Linked DNA regions of Mus musculus: region 1 is linked to region 2. A link is a contact called in public promoter capture Hi-C data. All regions are on one chromosome and are shown on one strand. The core of a region is the stretch at or near the end of the contact, and the rest is flanking DNA. Distances in the headings are between cores, read along the strand shown.

The links. Promoter capture Hi-C pulls out the DNA fragments that hold promoters and counts their contacts.
Region 1: a contact with region 2 is called in a promoter capture Hi-C map of 3T3-L1-derived adipocytes, with 4 times the contacts expected there. A contact is called at or near these places in 11 of 39 promoter capture datasets (the 3T3-L1 cell line, 3T3-L1-derived adipocytes, cranial neural crest and 6 more), 16 of 484 Hi-C or Micro-C datasets (the HL-1 cell line, Sertoli cells, brown adipocytes and 6 more), 8 of 130 datasets of targeted methods (astrocytes, embryonic stem cells, heart atrium and 4 more) and 1 of 9 other capture datasets (adipose tissue).

What each region holds. Positions count from the first base shown.
Region 1 is chr19:36,730,831-36,738,606 of GRCm38.p6, forward strand. It overlaps Ppp1r3c (protein phosphatase 1, regulatory subunit 3C), which reads right to left and starts at 5,774. Exons shown (of 2, transcript NM_016854.2): 1 at 5,723-5,774; 2 at 901-3,524. The coding sequence starts at 5,736. The coding sequence ends at 2,585.
Region 2 is chr19:36,698,019-36,704,802 of GRCm38.p6, forward strand. No RefSeq gene overlaps it. Among named protein-coding and RNA genes, the nearest start is that of Hectd2os, 12 kb to the left of the region's middle.

The sequences.
Region 1 (7,776 bases), core at 4,524-7,023, 34 kb after region 2:
CTCATGGAGGGAAAAATATGATCAGAGTATATAAATTTTTTTCAATAAAAGTTTTTAAGATACAGTGTGAAACATATGTAGCAGATGTGCAGCTCAGTCTCCATGTGGGTCCCCCAACAACTGGAATGGAGGCTCTCTCTAAAGCTGTAGTCTTCACTGTGGTATCCATTCCCCAACAGGGCTGCCCTGTCTGGCCTCAATGAGAGAGGATGTGCTAACCTGACAGACACTTGATAGGACATGGTGAGGGAGGGACTCTGTGAGGGAAGGACGGAGAGGTGGAGCAGCATTTGGGATGTAAATAAATAAATAAATTTTAATGATGATGATGCAGTGTGAAGACATTTATGGAAATTTTAGGCAAAACTGGAAGAGCGGCTTAGGTTCATGGACCTGTTTGTTGACTGACCCTAAAAAGTTGTGCTTCCCCTTCAGCCCAAAAGTAATACCCATCGGCCCTTCCTGGGATTTCTCTGCAGTTCCAAGCTTTGCCCCTCAGAAAGATACTAGAGCTCAAAACGTAAGAGCTATTGCACACCTCCTGCATTATCTCCCCCCAACCCCCCAAGTGTGTGAGTGACAGGTAGCACCCAGGCTAAGCCTGGCCCGGCAGAAAGCATGTGAGAGAAGGAGGAGCCATAGACAGACACAGTTACAGCAGCTCAGCTTACTGCCTCTGGACCCAAGCCCCGGCTGTCAGCTGTCCACCGTCCGCCACGAGACCTGAGGTCACGTGCCGCGGTCACGTTCGAGTCTGAGGCAGGTGAATGTGTGCAGGTTGAGCCACCTCCTGCTCCAAACCAGCTTGCTTGGTTGTTGCTAGGCAAAACAGGAGAACTTCAGTTGCTCTATTTCTGATCTAACCAGTTATGGTTTGGGGGGAAAGAAAACATTCTCGGGTCTTTTACCAAGCACATTTATTCTAAAAGTGAGAGGCTCATAGGGACAATGTAGGTATTTACAGCAGAGAACTTATGGATGCTAGCCAAACCTCAAATACCATCACAGGGGAGGTATCCCAATAGTGTTTTTCCAGCATGGCAGATCACATACATTACAATCCACTGCACTTTCCCAACTCACCTCAAAGTACATGCACACCGGACAATCAACCCAGGACACCTGTCCTCAAGATCCCACAAAGTGGATTTATGCGCACGCAAAAACAGTTCACATTCAAAATAATTCATATCTACACTTTTTAAAAGCATTTTGACTAGAAATTAAAACAGCAAGACAAAATTAGGCACGAGATAGACCGATACTTTCATGTGCAAGGTCCTGGATTCTTGCATTGAGACTCTGGTGTCAGTCCCCACTTCAAATGTCACATTGAAAAAGTGTGGCAGAAAGATGAGTCACCTTCAATATGAAGGACGTGAGTTGTGTACACTGATGGCCCTCCTGATGATTTCAGAAGGACACCAGTGAATAGACCTTCAAATAAGGTCCTAAACATTCATGAGTTATTAGATGAGCATTCAGGTAACTGGTTTAAACAGCTACAGTGTTGTGGTTTAATGGAGGCACTGAAAGAGCTCTCTTTGACACGATGTGGAGTCCCTACATGCTGCTAGTCACTGGTGACAACATGCCTGATGTCAGGCAGCATTCTGTAGCAAGAACCCAAGAGTGATGCCTTCATCACAAAGCCGCTTATCCAATTAAGAATGCAAAGCCAGATGTGCTTCAACACTCTCTAAAACATGGTTCCTGGTAGACCATGTTTAAACTGAAAGGATTCACTTGAGATCTTTTGATATCATCATTTCCTTGAGACAGGGACTTGACTAGCCCAAGCTAGCCTCCAACTTTCTGTGTGCCAAGGATGACCTTGGATTTCTAATCCTCCTGCCTCTGCCTTCCCTATAACATACTGGGATTAGAGGCATGTGCTGCCACCCCCAGCTGTATGATGCTAGACCTGGAACCCAGGTCTTCATGCATGCGAGGCAAGCACACTACCAACTGAGCTACATCTCTAGCCCTCAAGATCTTGATTCTTCAGTTCATCTTCTCCCCCAGTACCATCCAACATCCTTTTATTTTCCTATACAAGGATGCATAGAATGGATTTCTTTCCCATCTTTGAGCTATTTCCTCAGGAGAAGCCTGCAGAACCCATTCTGAAACACAAGATAACTTTATGTGTTCCCACCAATGGCTTAATATCCACTTAACCATGGCTCCTCCGCTGACTCGAGCCCTCGGCATATACATTTCACATTCCTCACACCCTTACCACAGCGTTCCATCACCATCAACAGTCCTCAAACCTTTCCTTGGTCAAAGTGAAAGCTGGTGAACTGAGAGGGAAATGATGCACCTCCCAAAAAAAGGTGTCGCTTGTATAAAACTAGTTCCCAGGCTGTCCTTGATCCTTCAGAACAAAGCTGGTGGCATCACCCTCAAAAACCCCCAACAATGAATTCTCAAGTAGCTATAGCTTCTATAGCCAGGCCCCAACAGCTCATACCTAAATCTACTGATAGAAAGTAACTACGACTTCCTAATATTGAGCAATACAGATCTAGAATTGCATGAGGATTATGATCAGACAAGGGCAGTGTGTAGATTGCCTAACTCATCGATAGGAGGTCAAGTTCTCCACTCTCCCCCAGCTCTGCCACTCTGGGAAGAGGCCGCTAGCAAGCCTTGGACTGCCAAAGACTGTGGGCTCTATCTCAGTCTTAGGGGGCCCCTGTTGGAATGCACAGTCTTTGGGTGCCACCTGAGTCTGCACTCCGTCAGGTTTCCATTGCACATGGACAATTCTGTAATTCTGACCCTCATTGTTGTCCCAGAAGATCCTCCCATTAGCGTGATAAGAAATGCAGAACTCAATTTTCTCCTCAGTTGGAATGACACGGGGCAAGTCGATGGCAAAGGAGAAGGTGTCGCTGTCTGAGCTGCTGTAAACATTCTTCATGTAGACACAGTCCACATCTGTGTAGGTTTTCCAGGTGTCAAAGGTGATCCGGACCTGAACCTTCTTCTCAAAGCTCACATTCTTCACTTTCACTGTCCCGGTCACCGTCCGATCTTGCAAAGAGCAGTTCTCGAGGCAGACAAAGTTCTTCTGAAAGCGGTCCCGGAAACTTAAGTAGTCGGTTGAGGGCTGGGGAAAATCAAAAACCAAATTTTTCTCCTCGTGAAGTTTTAAGCTGGAGGAGATATCGTTAAGGTCCAAGAGATCAAACTGCAGGTCCCACGCTGGTTCTTCTGGAAGGTCGGAGAAGACATGGATAGCAGTGAGTGACAGCCCCTTGGAGTCCGCAAACACGACCCGCTTCTTGGCTTGGTTGTGTGGGCTCTTCCACTCACTCTGCGATTTGGCTTCCTGCTTGACACTGAGACATGGTTTCAAAGGTTTCAATTTATTCACAAAATTTCTTCGTTGAAAACCATTGTAAGGACCCAGGAAACTCTTCAGAGGTGGTGAATGAGCCAAGCAAATCCTCATGGCCATGTCCACGGGCATGACGGAACTTGTCAAAGGACGTGGATCTAGCACATGGATCATTCTGGAATGAGAAAAAAAAAAAAAAAACAGTGGTAATCACCGAGGTCTGGAGTCGTCTTCCCCTGGTCCCAAATGCACACACACTAGTACTCCAGTGCAGAGAGGTGCTATCACGTGGAGAAAAGGAGAGCACTGGGGTGATGAGATCTACAGTCTAGCTCTGTGCTTGGCAGGCTGCTGGGCCCATGTGTAAACTGCCTGAAACACTCAGAGAGGATTCAGTTTCTCCATCTGAGAAACAAGAGGGCTCTATCTGAACAAGTCTGACACAGCTCTTGGAATTATGTACTCTGTTCTGGGCCAGTGGTTCTTAAACCTGTCAGATCAACAAGACCTGAGAAGTTTCTTTCCTTTAGAAAAAAAAAATTCAGATTCCGGGGACTTAAAACCACTACAGTAGAGCTTCATGGCATGGAGCCAGAAAGGTAAATATGTTCTTAAAGCTTCCCCCAAAAGAGTCCATTGGCCAGACAGCTTCTTCCATTATCACAGTCCCAGCCTCTCGCTCCCTCTGGCTGCTGTTTCCTATTTTGGCTCTCGAACCGGTTTTACTTCTCAGGAGAAGTAATCCACTTGGGAAACAATAAATGAAGCAATTCTTAAAATGTCATGCTGTCCTTAGAGTGACAGTAGGTGACGCTTGTTAAAAGAAAGAATGACTTTTTCATTTTATCACAGTCATCCTCATTTTTTCACAAATGACCAACTGCAACACCAGCCAACATCTCACAGACTAAAGGAAAAACTTTAAACAATCTACAGTTCATATAGAAAGATGCCCATGACAGGTCCAACTATAAAGGGAATAGCTACCTGCAGGGATAACAGACTTGTTCATTCTGACCAGTAATAACCACTTTACTATAGCTCTGTCTTGTAGCCTGCAGTGTACATTATATATACACAACATAAAGTAGTTTTAAAAACTGATAACCAGAAAATGAGCTGTTTTAAAATACACTGAAGATATATGAATTTATAAATACTGAAAACTACAAAGGAAAACACTAAGATGTTCATTATCTTTGACTGATGGAATTATAGCATCTACTGGTTTGGGCTTCTATGATGTTTCCTGTTGTTGAGCAGGTCCTATTTACAAGTAGGAAGGCAATAACAATAGTTTGCATCAAACAAAGAACCATCCATCAAGACTTTTCTGGCCTTTCTTTCCCTTGAACCACACTATAATTCCACACTTACAGAATTAGGTTTTTCCTCTCCAATGTCAGCCTTATAAATCAAAGAAACATGAAATACAGTAGGTGCCATTTTGGAGTCTGGGGCTTTATTAATTATTTATTCTTTAACAGTTTATATATGTATATAACATATTTTGATCATAAATATAGTCTGGCTTGAAGAATTCTCTTCATACCAGTGCTAAGCACAGCACCCTGTATATGGTCATCATCACAAAGTGGCCTGTAAAGAATGTATACTGAACTCACTTTAATAGCTCTAGGGTTTTTCTGAGAGGATTACAAACTTCCAGCAACAAAACCTCAAAGTCTATTTGTCTCACAACCATTAAGAGGCAGGATTTGGGGAGGGAGAATTCTTGGACTAAGTTACAACTGGAGATGCAACATTTCGTGAGATGGTCTTGGTTGCCTGGTTGATGGAGCTGTTGTTCGTTTTTTATTGGTTGAGCTGTTCTTGTTTTTCTTTTTGTTTTAGTTTTTTTGGTTTTTTTCCTTTTTTACTCCTGCATTTATAGAAAGTTTTAGTAGTGGGCTATTTCCCTGGAATTCTAAGTCCTGGCCAAGAGTTAAAAATAATAGCTTGCTCAAACTCTAAGACTGCATTTTCTATGACAAACCAGGAGAGGGGAAGTGGGGAAAGAAGAAATGCAAAATCCTCTACCTTTTGCCACAGGCTAAACTACCTCATCAATAAAACTAAGCTGCACCCAAGTGTTTGGGTCTTTGAGCTCAAAGGCAACAGAGTCACTTCAGCAAAGGAATCCCAGCTAAAACTGACTCACTAAGGCAGTTTCTACTGTGAGATGTAGATTCCCAAAACAGGCGCTAAGAAATACAACTCAAATTCCATCCCTTCAAAGCCTCCGGGACGATTCAACTCAGCCATCAACCTGGGAGTCTCCCATCTGCAGAGAAGACAAAACCACAAAAGCCCCCAAAGTCCCCGCAGCTGCAGGCTCCCCTCCATTCGGGCGCAGAGTTGCACTGAACCTACCTGGTGCAGCTCATTGGACCGAGAGGCAGCGGCGACCGCGACAACCGCACCCTGAGCAACTTCGCACTCAGTACTTAAGAGGATGCAGCGCCGCGGTCCAGCCGGCCGACTGACCGCAGGCAACCGGGAGGCAGCTTATCAAAGCCAGATCACGTGAACCGGTCCCTCCGACCAATCAAAGGCCGTGCGCCCTGACCAACCACTGTGCAGCTGGGGCACGAGCCCCTGCCCCTGGAACGTGATCACCGCGGGGCTGGATGTGACCAGAGCGTGCTGGAAGGCGGCCGTAGAGTCCCTGAGCCCTGGGCCAGCGGGATCCAGCCGTGTTCCCGGAGCCTGGCGTGCAGCACGTAGCTCACGGCTCGCAGCTGGCCTTCTGCAGCTTGTGCGAGCCTGGCGGGGTCTTCTATGGAAACGCGTAGGTCTGTGCAGAGTTGAATCTGAGCTCAGAAAGTTGTGGCTCCGCCCGGTGTCTGTGTTATTTGAAATGCTTGTGATGCTCCTTGCTTTGTGTCCAAGCACCTTGGCCCAAGCAAAGAGAAGTTGGCTGGCTCTTCTTCCTCCACAAATAAAGTCACACAGCCACTCAAATGTTAAGAAAACACGTGAGCCCATGAAACGAAGTGGCCGTGTGTGTGTGTGTGTGTGTGTGTGTGTGTGTGTGTGTTTCCCTCTGAAGACAGAGGCAGAGAGGGCCAGTCTGTACAGCCTAGCGAGACTCTGCCTCTGAATAAGCAAATGGAGACTATGTGCTGACCTATTCAGTTCTCTGCTTGGGAGAGAGAACTATAGGCCAACATGAAGTTACTGTCCTTGCTCATTGTCACCAATTGCAGCAGACAGCCCAAATCCCTAGACTGAGTTATGACATCCTTAGGCAGAGGTCAAAATCACAGTTGATTTCATGCCCTACCCACCCAGCGGCTTTCGCTGAGATTTCTTTCTTTTCTTCTGTGCACATAACCAACACAAAGCAAAACTAAAATAAATATTTTTTAAAGAAACGTCTACTGAACATCACAGAGGAAAAAACTTGATAATTGGACTTTTAAAAACTAAAAAGTTCGACCGGGTGTGGTGGTGCATGCCTTTAATCCCAGCACTCTGAAGGCAAGAGTCTGGAGGATCTCTGTGAGTTCGAAGCCAGCCTGATCTACAGGATGAGTTTCAGTAGTTACACAGAGAAACCCTGTTGGGGGGAGAGAGAGCAAGGCGCGCGCACGCGCAGGGGCGGGGGGAGGCATATCTGTTAATCAAATATAAAATTGTTTTCTTCTTTTGTTTTTTGTTCTTCCCCCTTTCCTTTCCTCCCTCCGAACATTCCTACGTTCCTTGGTCTCTTTCAAATTCATGGCCCTTTTTCCCCCTACTTGTTGTTCTATGCGTATGAATACTGATTATTTTTACAAAGTCCATGACCTAGCTCTGCTTGGCTATCTAGAAGCCAATTAGAATGTGCAAAAAATTCCTCTGTCATGTAACTGTCAGACTCAAGAATTGTTACAATGGAGTAAAGAATAAGAACCATGCTATGGGGCTGGAGAACGGCTCAGAGGGTAGGAGTCCCTTGCTCTTCTTTCCACAGACCAGAGAGCAGGTCGTACCACCCAGCTCAGGCGCTCATACACAGCCTGGAACTCCAGCTTCAGGGGCTCTACCGCCCTCCTCTGGCTTTTGCAGGACCTGCACACATGTGCACATAACCAACACAAAGTAAAACTAAAATAAATATTTTTTTAAAGAAACGTCTACTGAACATCACAGAGGAAGAAACTTGATAATTGGACTTTTTAAAGATTTATTTTTATATTAGACATATGAGTGTTTTTTACCCCTCTGTATGTATGCATACCACATACATGTAGTGCCCTCAGAGGTCAGAGGTGGGCACTGGATACCCTGTCATTGGTTGTAAGCCACCACGTGGGTGCTGGGAACCAAACCCTGGTCCTCTACCAAGGGTAACAAGTGCTCTTAGCCGCTGGACCATCCCTCTCTCTCCCTCTCTCTCTCTTGGGCTTTACTTCTGAATAAAGCACCTGACCAACAGCAGA
Region 2 (6,784 bases), core at 3,048-5,547:
AAGCGAGCAGTGCTGAGGTCCAGAGTCCTGCTCTCAGCCTCCTATTGTTCCCCGAATTTACCTAAGATGGGACTTACGTGCTCCATTTCTGCCTACACCCACGAATTCCAAATTTAGAGACTTTGGACATTAACAGACACTTGATACTTAAGTGTTGGATCAGATTCACAAGGTGGCTTAAAGGGGAGTGTTCTGCCCCTTTCTTCATTAAGTTTCTAGCTGCTTGCTGAGTTCAGGGAACGTGTTACATCTCTCAGAGGAATGAAGGTTAGTTAAACACCCCACCCCAGCCAACAGGACACTCCCCAAGACAACACCCAGGCCTCTGGAATCTTCATTTCACACCCAAATGCAGCAGAACAACTCAGAGGCATGACCTAAAAGACTAAAATTATTATCTGGGTGTGGTGGTTCATGGCTCTGATCCCAGCCCTCGGGAGTCAGAGGTAGGACACTAAGGCCAGCTTCACTGTGCGAGCCTGTCTCAATAAACCAAACCAAAGTAAGAAACAAAACAAGAAACAACTAGGGTTCAGAGCCTCTGTCTTGGCTTTCTAGAGATACCATCACAACATGCCACAAATTGTCACCTTAAGACAATGGAAAGTTGGCATCACGCTATTTTGGAGCACTGAAGCCTGAAACCAAGGCATCTTACCCAAAACCTACTCAAGAGGGAATGTTCCCTTACCTCTCCCAGCTTCTCCTGGTCCCAGGAGTTTCAGAGCTTGTGGCCTATCACTCACTCTGTAACCTTTCTGTCCCTTCCCACCATCTCCCTTCTATCTGTGCCTGTTGCCATCTGAATTTCTGCCGTCTATAAAGACACTTTATATTAGATCAAGCAACACCATCACCACTATTCTAAACGCATTGTCTTAGCTTAAGTTCATCAATAAGGGCCTGTTTCCAAGCCACGTCATGTTCTGAGGCACTATGGGCCAGGACTCAACACACGTTTCAGGCCAAAGGAAACACAAGTCAACAGTTACAACAGCCCAGGGTCTGCATAATTGTCCTTATGCTCCCGGACTTCCTAGAACAGGATTTCCGCCTTAAGAAGTTTAGCCTAAGCTTCCGGTTCACTGGTCTGCCAGGTAAAATTCAGATTGGGAACTTCGGTATTGGTTCTTGTCATTTGCCAACAACTGCATGCCAGCATGCCACATGCCTACTGTCCCTCAGAATATATCAATGTCATTCTCTGTAGAGAACCCTGCCTGATGTGGTCCCCCAGGACTGGATCACTCTTGGTACACTGATGACAAACCCCTCACATCAACTGAGTGGCCCTGGGCCAGGCAAGAAGGGGATGGACCATGAAGTTCCATACATAAAGCAGAGTGTGGAGCAAGCCCCCTCCTTCTTCTTAGTGTTCCTGGCTGTGGTGGTTTGAAAACGCTTGGCCCAGGGAATGGCACTATTAGGAGGTGTGGCCTTGTTGGAGGAAGTGTGTCACTGTGGGCATGGGCTTTAAGACTCTCCTTCTAGCTGCCTGGAAGCCAGTATTCTCTGACCTGCCTACAGAACAAGAGGTGGAACTCTCAGCTCCTCCAGAGCCAAGCCTGCCTGGACACTGCCATGCTTGCCGCCCTAATGATAATGGATTGAACCTCTGAACCTGTAAGCTAGCCCCACTTAAATGTTGTCCTATAAGAGTTGCCATGGTCGTAGTGTCCCTTCACAGCAATGAAACCCTAAGACACAGGCTCGCTCAACAGAGTCTAAGTAGTCCCAAAAGAGCAAAGAGATGGTGTGGCCCCTCACTCCTCAGGATGAAGCAACTGCATGGAAATCACCCTGGTACTCCATGTTAACACAGAGGTTTGAGTCTCACCTCCCATCAGCTGAGCTGGAACTGTGCCTTCATAGAATTCCTAGACACTTAAATACATACAGCAACACTGACACTGAAGGCTGCCCTATCTTCCAGAACAATTGCTAAACTAAATCATTTAGGTTAGCTTCCTGAATGGAGCCTAGCCAACACTGAGTACATGGGCAAAACCAATAAGAAGATAGACGTGTTTAGAACTAGCTCATAGGGGGCTGGTGAGGTGGCTCAGCGGGTAAGAGCACTGACTGCTCTTCTGAAGGTCCTGAGTTGAAATCCCAGCAACTACATGGTGGCTCACAACCATCCTTAACAAGATCTGACTCCCTCCCTTCTGGAGTGTCTTAAGACCGCAGGGTGTCTTAAGACCAGGGTGGGAGAGAGCAACCATTTGGTCTGAAGACAGCTACAGTGTACTTACTTGTAATAACAAATAAACCTTTGGGCTGGAGTGAGCAGAGGTCCTAAATTCAATTCTCAACAACCAGATGAAGGTTCACAACTATCTGTACAGCTACAGTGTGTACTCATACACATAAAATAAATAAATAGATCTTTAAAAAAAAAAAGAACTAGCTGATAGGGTTACATCGATAGTTGTACATGGTAAAACAGTAGTAAGGGCTTGCTCTGTAGCAGGCACTGGAATGGACAGGCTACCTGCTAACTATCAGACCCTCCCGTGAAATCCCCTCCCATAAAATCCACGAGGAAGACGCTTTTCTTATCTTCATTCTACAACTGACAAAGCTGAAGTTCAGAGATGATGAGCAATTTTCACAAGGTCACACAGCCAACAGATCGTTGAGTCAGGATTTAAACTCAAGACATCCTGTCTGTATAATCATATTCAGTCTCTCTGAAGCACAAAGTTTATAATGTTATATCTATTGTATAAAACAAGTTCTCACAGGACAGGGGGACGTTCCGGCTGGAGGAAAACTTCAGAAAGGAGCTTTGGAAACGGCCCTGGAGGACTGTTGGAATTTGTAGGCTTATAAAACTGAAATACTTTCCTAGGGTGAGCAGATGGGACTTCACACGCAAGCATGATCCTCACTCTCCTCGGAACCTACTCAACCTACCCACCTTTTCACCTGGCTACCTGACTCTTCCTTGTGTACATTATCTTCAGATCTCAGCCTGCCAATCCCCCTGAGCTATGGTGGGCTTCCCTGCAGAACTCCCCTGTACCAGTGGGTTTTCCTCATGATACCCAAGGCTAGCGCATGATGAACCAGTTGCACTCACACCAAGGCAGGATTTGTGCCTGGCTCTAGGCACTTGGGAACCTTTAGGGTCTAGCCCAGGGTCTGGCACAAAGCCAGCACTCACACTCGGAGACTGTTAGGGATATGCACAGAGGAGACCACCTACCGGTCTCAGGCATGACCACCTACCGCTCCACTCACACCAGAGTCAGAAGACCATTTGAAGCAGAAAACCACCCCTCTCCTTGATTAACTAAGGACAAACAGACAAAAAAGCCTGCAGATCCTGGATTTATTCATCTCAATTCATTTCTAACTGGAAGCCAAACCAGCACAGACAGACAGCTATTTGTAATCCTAATGTTGCTGACAGACTCCTACAGGGTCGCACTCCCTGAAGCAGAAGTCAGAAGGATAAGAAAGATGGTGGATGTAAATGAAAAATATGGACGCTTTCCAATAATCCTGTGGCTTCTCCAGGAATCTAGATCAGTCTAGCTACGATGGTTAAGGCTGTGGGTGGTAAACTGAAACACCAGGAATGTTGGCCCAATGGGGAAAATGCTCCTGAATTATGTAAGAGATGCAACCAGGTTCTGCAAGCAAGTTCTCTTTTTAAAATGAAAACCCTCTTTCAGAATCTGGGAGCTGTTTTGATGAAAGATTAATTTAGTGGTCTGAGACAGGATCCACTGCAGCACACAGTGCTACCTCTGCTACCTCCAGTGGTTTGCCCAGAGACCCACTGCAGAGCCTTTATTCCAAGGTATTTAAATTAAGACATCTCCTTTCCAAATCGGGCTGTGATTTGTCAAAGCTGCAATTCTTCTCTTAGCTTCCAGTTTCATGTCCATCTGTTTGTTTACCAAGTCTCGGCTGATCTTTTTAGCCCCAAATATAAATACTTCCACGACTGCCAAGGATTTCTAAATACAAGTGAGACTTCAGAACGTGGCTGTCTCTTACAGAAAGATGTTATCAGACCCTAGCACACCCAGATTGGCTTCTGTGAAAACAAACAGACTTGAAGTCCAGCAGGAGCAGAGCTTTGGGAGAATCACAAATGTGGCTGTGTGTCTTCCTGGCGGAGGTTTCACGAATTCCCAAATACAGCAGAGGATCTTCTGAGAGCAACTCAATTCAGATCAACCCCAAACAAGAGCAAGCTGAAGGATTCCAGTGTAGGCTGTGGGCCGACACAAAGTCAAGAGGGCTTGACTCTAGGGAGCAGGATTTCTGGCCAAAGAACAACCACAGTTACAGTTGCCCTTTGAGATATCGGAGTTCTGCTTGCCCACTTTAGGAAATCAGAGAGCCCTTCCAATGATGATTGACAGCATCCCTGCTAAGTCTGAGAGGCCTCTTGAGAGAAATCACTTGTTTGTTCCTTGACTCAAATTTCTGCTTCCTGGTCTTGCGAATTAAAGACAGTAACAGGCTGGCATCTTCTCTGAATTTAGTGTGGTTCAGGTTATCTGCCTGTAGGGAATGAACTTGGCACCAGTCTGGGTTTTTCCTATAGTCTTCTGGCTCTGAAATCTAAATCCAACCATTTCCATCAGGACCTCAAGATGACAGCCTGCTACGGGATTCACCAGAGACTCGTGTGCACAGTGACACTGGTGGCCTTTTAAAGATTGAATTTCCCTGTCTTTAGATATACCACCCTGCTACTACACAGGCATGGCCCACCTCACAAACTAACAATATGTGCTGGTTCTTGAAGGCATTTTTGCTCTTTTGCCTCGGTGGGGACTATTTTGGGGAAAAAAATCTATATCCTTCTTGATCTCCCTTAAAAAAAAAAATCTAAAACTCAACATCAGCTTCTCATCAAAATTTAAGACTAGCACTGTGCTCCTAGGTGACTCTGTCAAGCAGAATGGCCCCATGTGTTATTCGGAGAGTCAATAGTGACAAATGACTAGGCTTCTTGAGGTTCTGTTTTGTTCTGTGTTGTTTTGCTGGAGGTAGGGTGCTCATGCATGCCGAGACCAAATTCAAGTACCAAATTCTTCATGTTCGCCATCCTATCCTTGATCCATTAGGCTAGGCCTGCTGGCCAGTGAGCCCCAGGGAACTGCCTATCACCATCGACACAATGCTGGGACTACAAGTGCAGACCACAGTGCCCAAGTGTTTTTTACACGGTTTCTGGGGGCTGAACTCAGGTCTTCACGCTTGCAAGGAGAGCACATCACTGATGGAGCTCTCTCTCCAGCCTGATTTCTGATGGTTTTTCTTGTATTTGTTTTATTTTTATATTTGTGTGTCAGAAGGCTTGGGTGGGTATGTGGTTGTAAAATAGGCATGGGGGGGGGTAGTCATGAGTGTGGGTATGAAAGTGGCCCAGCAAGCAAGTGATGGTCAGAGAACAACCCTAACCTGAACCCTAACCTTAACCCTAACCCTAACCCTAACCCTAACCCTAACCCTAACCCTAACCCTAACCTTTCCACCTTGCTCAAGACAGGATTCCTTTACTGTTTTTCTGGGCCTGTGACATGCTCTCTAGCCATGTAAGCCATGGGAAGTATCCTGTCTCTGTCTCCCATCTTATCATAAGAGCACTGGGATTCTATGCTCTAGCGTCTTTGGTACATGAAAATACTCTTCATGATACCAAAAGAGAAACAAAAACTAAGCCAGCCACAACGCTTTGATCTACAATGGTGTCCTGCCTGCAAGGAATGCTAGAGCAATGGGGGCACAAAGCTTGTGGGACTAAGCAATGTCTGATTTGACTTAAAGTCTATGAGATGGAAGCCATTTACAACACTGGTTAGGTGACCACCAGAGACTAGATAGTCCAAAGACCCAGGGAAAAACAAATACAACTGTTCTAAAAAAAAAAAAAAAAAAGGAAAAGAAAAGAAAAGAAAGAGAGAGAGGAAGAAAAATGTACTGATAATATGATTCCCATTGATATTCTGCTACACTCGTATATCAATTCCTTATTCAGCCATCTTCAGAGAAGTTTCCTCCTACAGCAGACAGGAACAAATGCAGAGATCCAGAATCAGGCATTACACAGAGAGTGAGAGACCTTGGAACACTCATCCCTAAATGGAAAGTCTCCATCAAATCCCTCCCTTCAGAGCTCAGGGACCCAGTGGAAACGGAGGTGGAAAGATCCAGAGAGGAAGGAGGACCCCAGCAGACCGTGGTCCTCTGAATCAACCGAGCAAAGCTCATATGAACTCACAGAGACTGAGGCAGCACACACAGGGCTTGCACCTGGTCCTCTGCATATACACTAGGGCTGCTCATTTGTGCTTTTATGGGATTTTTTTGGGAACAGGTGGATCTCCGATTCTTGTGCCTTCTCTTGGGCTCTTTTCCTTCTGTTGGTTTGACCTGCCCAACTTCAATACGAAAGGGTTTTATTATATTTTATTTTGTTATGTTTTGCTGTTACCTCCTGGAAGCTTGTCTAAGAGACTGAAGGGAGGCAGATCTGGATGAAAGGGGAGGAGGGAGGGATAAATGCATACACATTGACTCTTTAGACACATACCAACCCTTCTAAGCCTCTACTGTGATTTGAGAATTGTGGGGAAAGTTATCACTTACATAGGAAGTAGGACCTGAGCTGGGAAGTCTATAAGGAAGGTGTCTGTTTACAATAGATGAACAAAACTGCAACTTTTCCTTCATCATTTCGATAATCCAGAAATTCTCATTGTTCCACTAAAAAGGGTAAGTTAATAATACATGAGTCTTCTCTAATGAAAGTTGG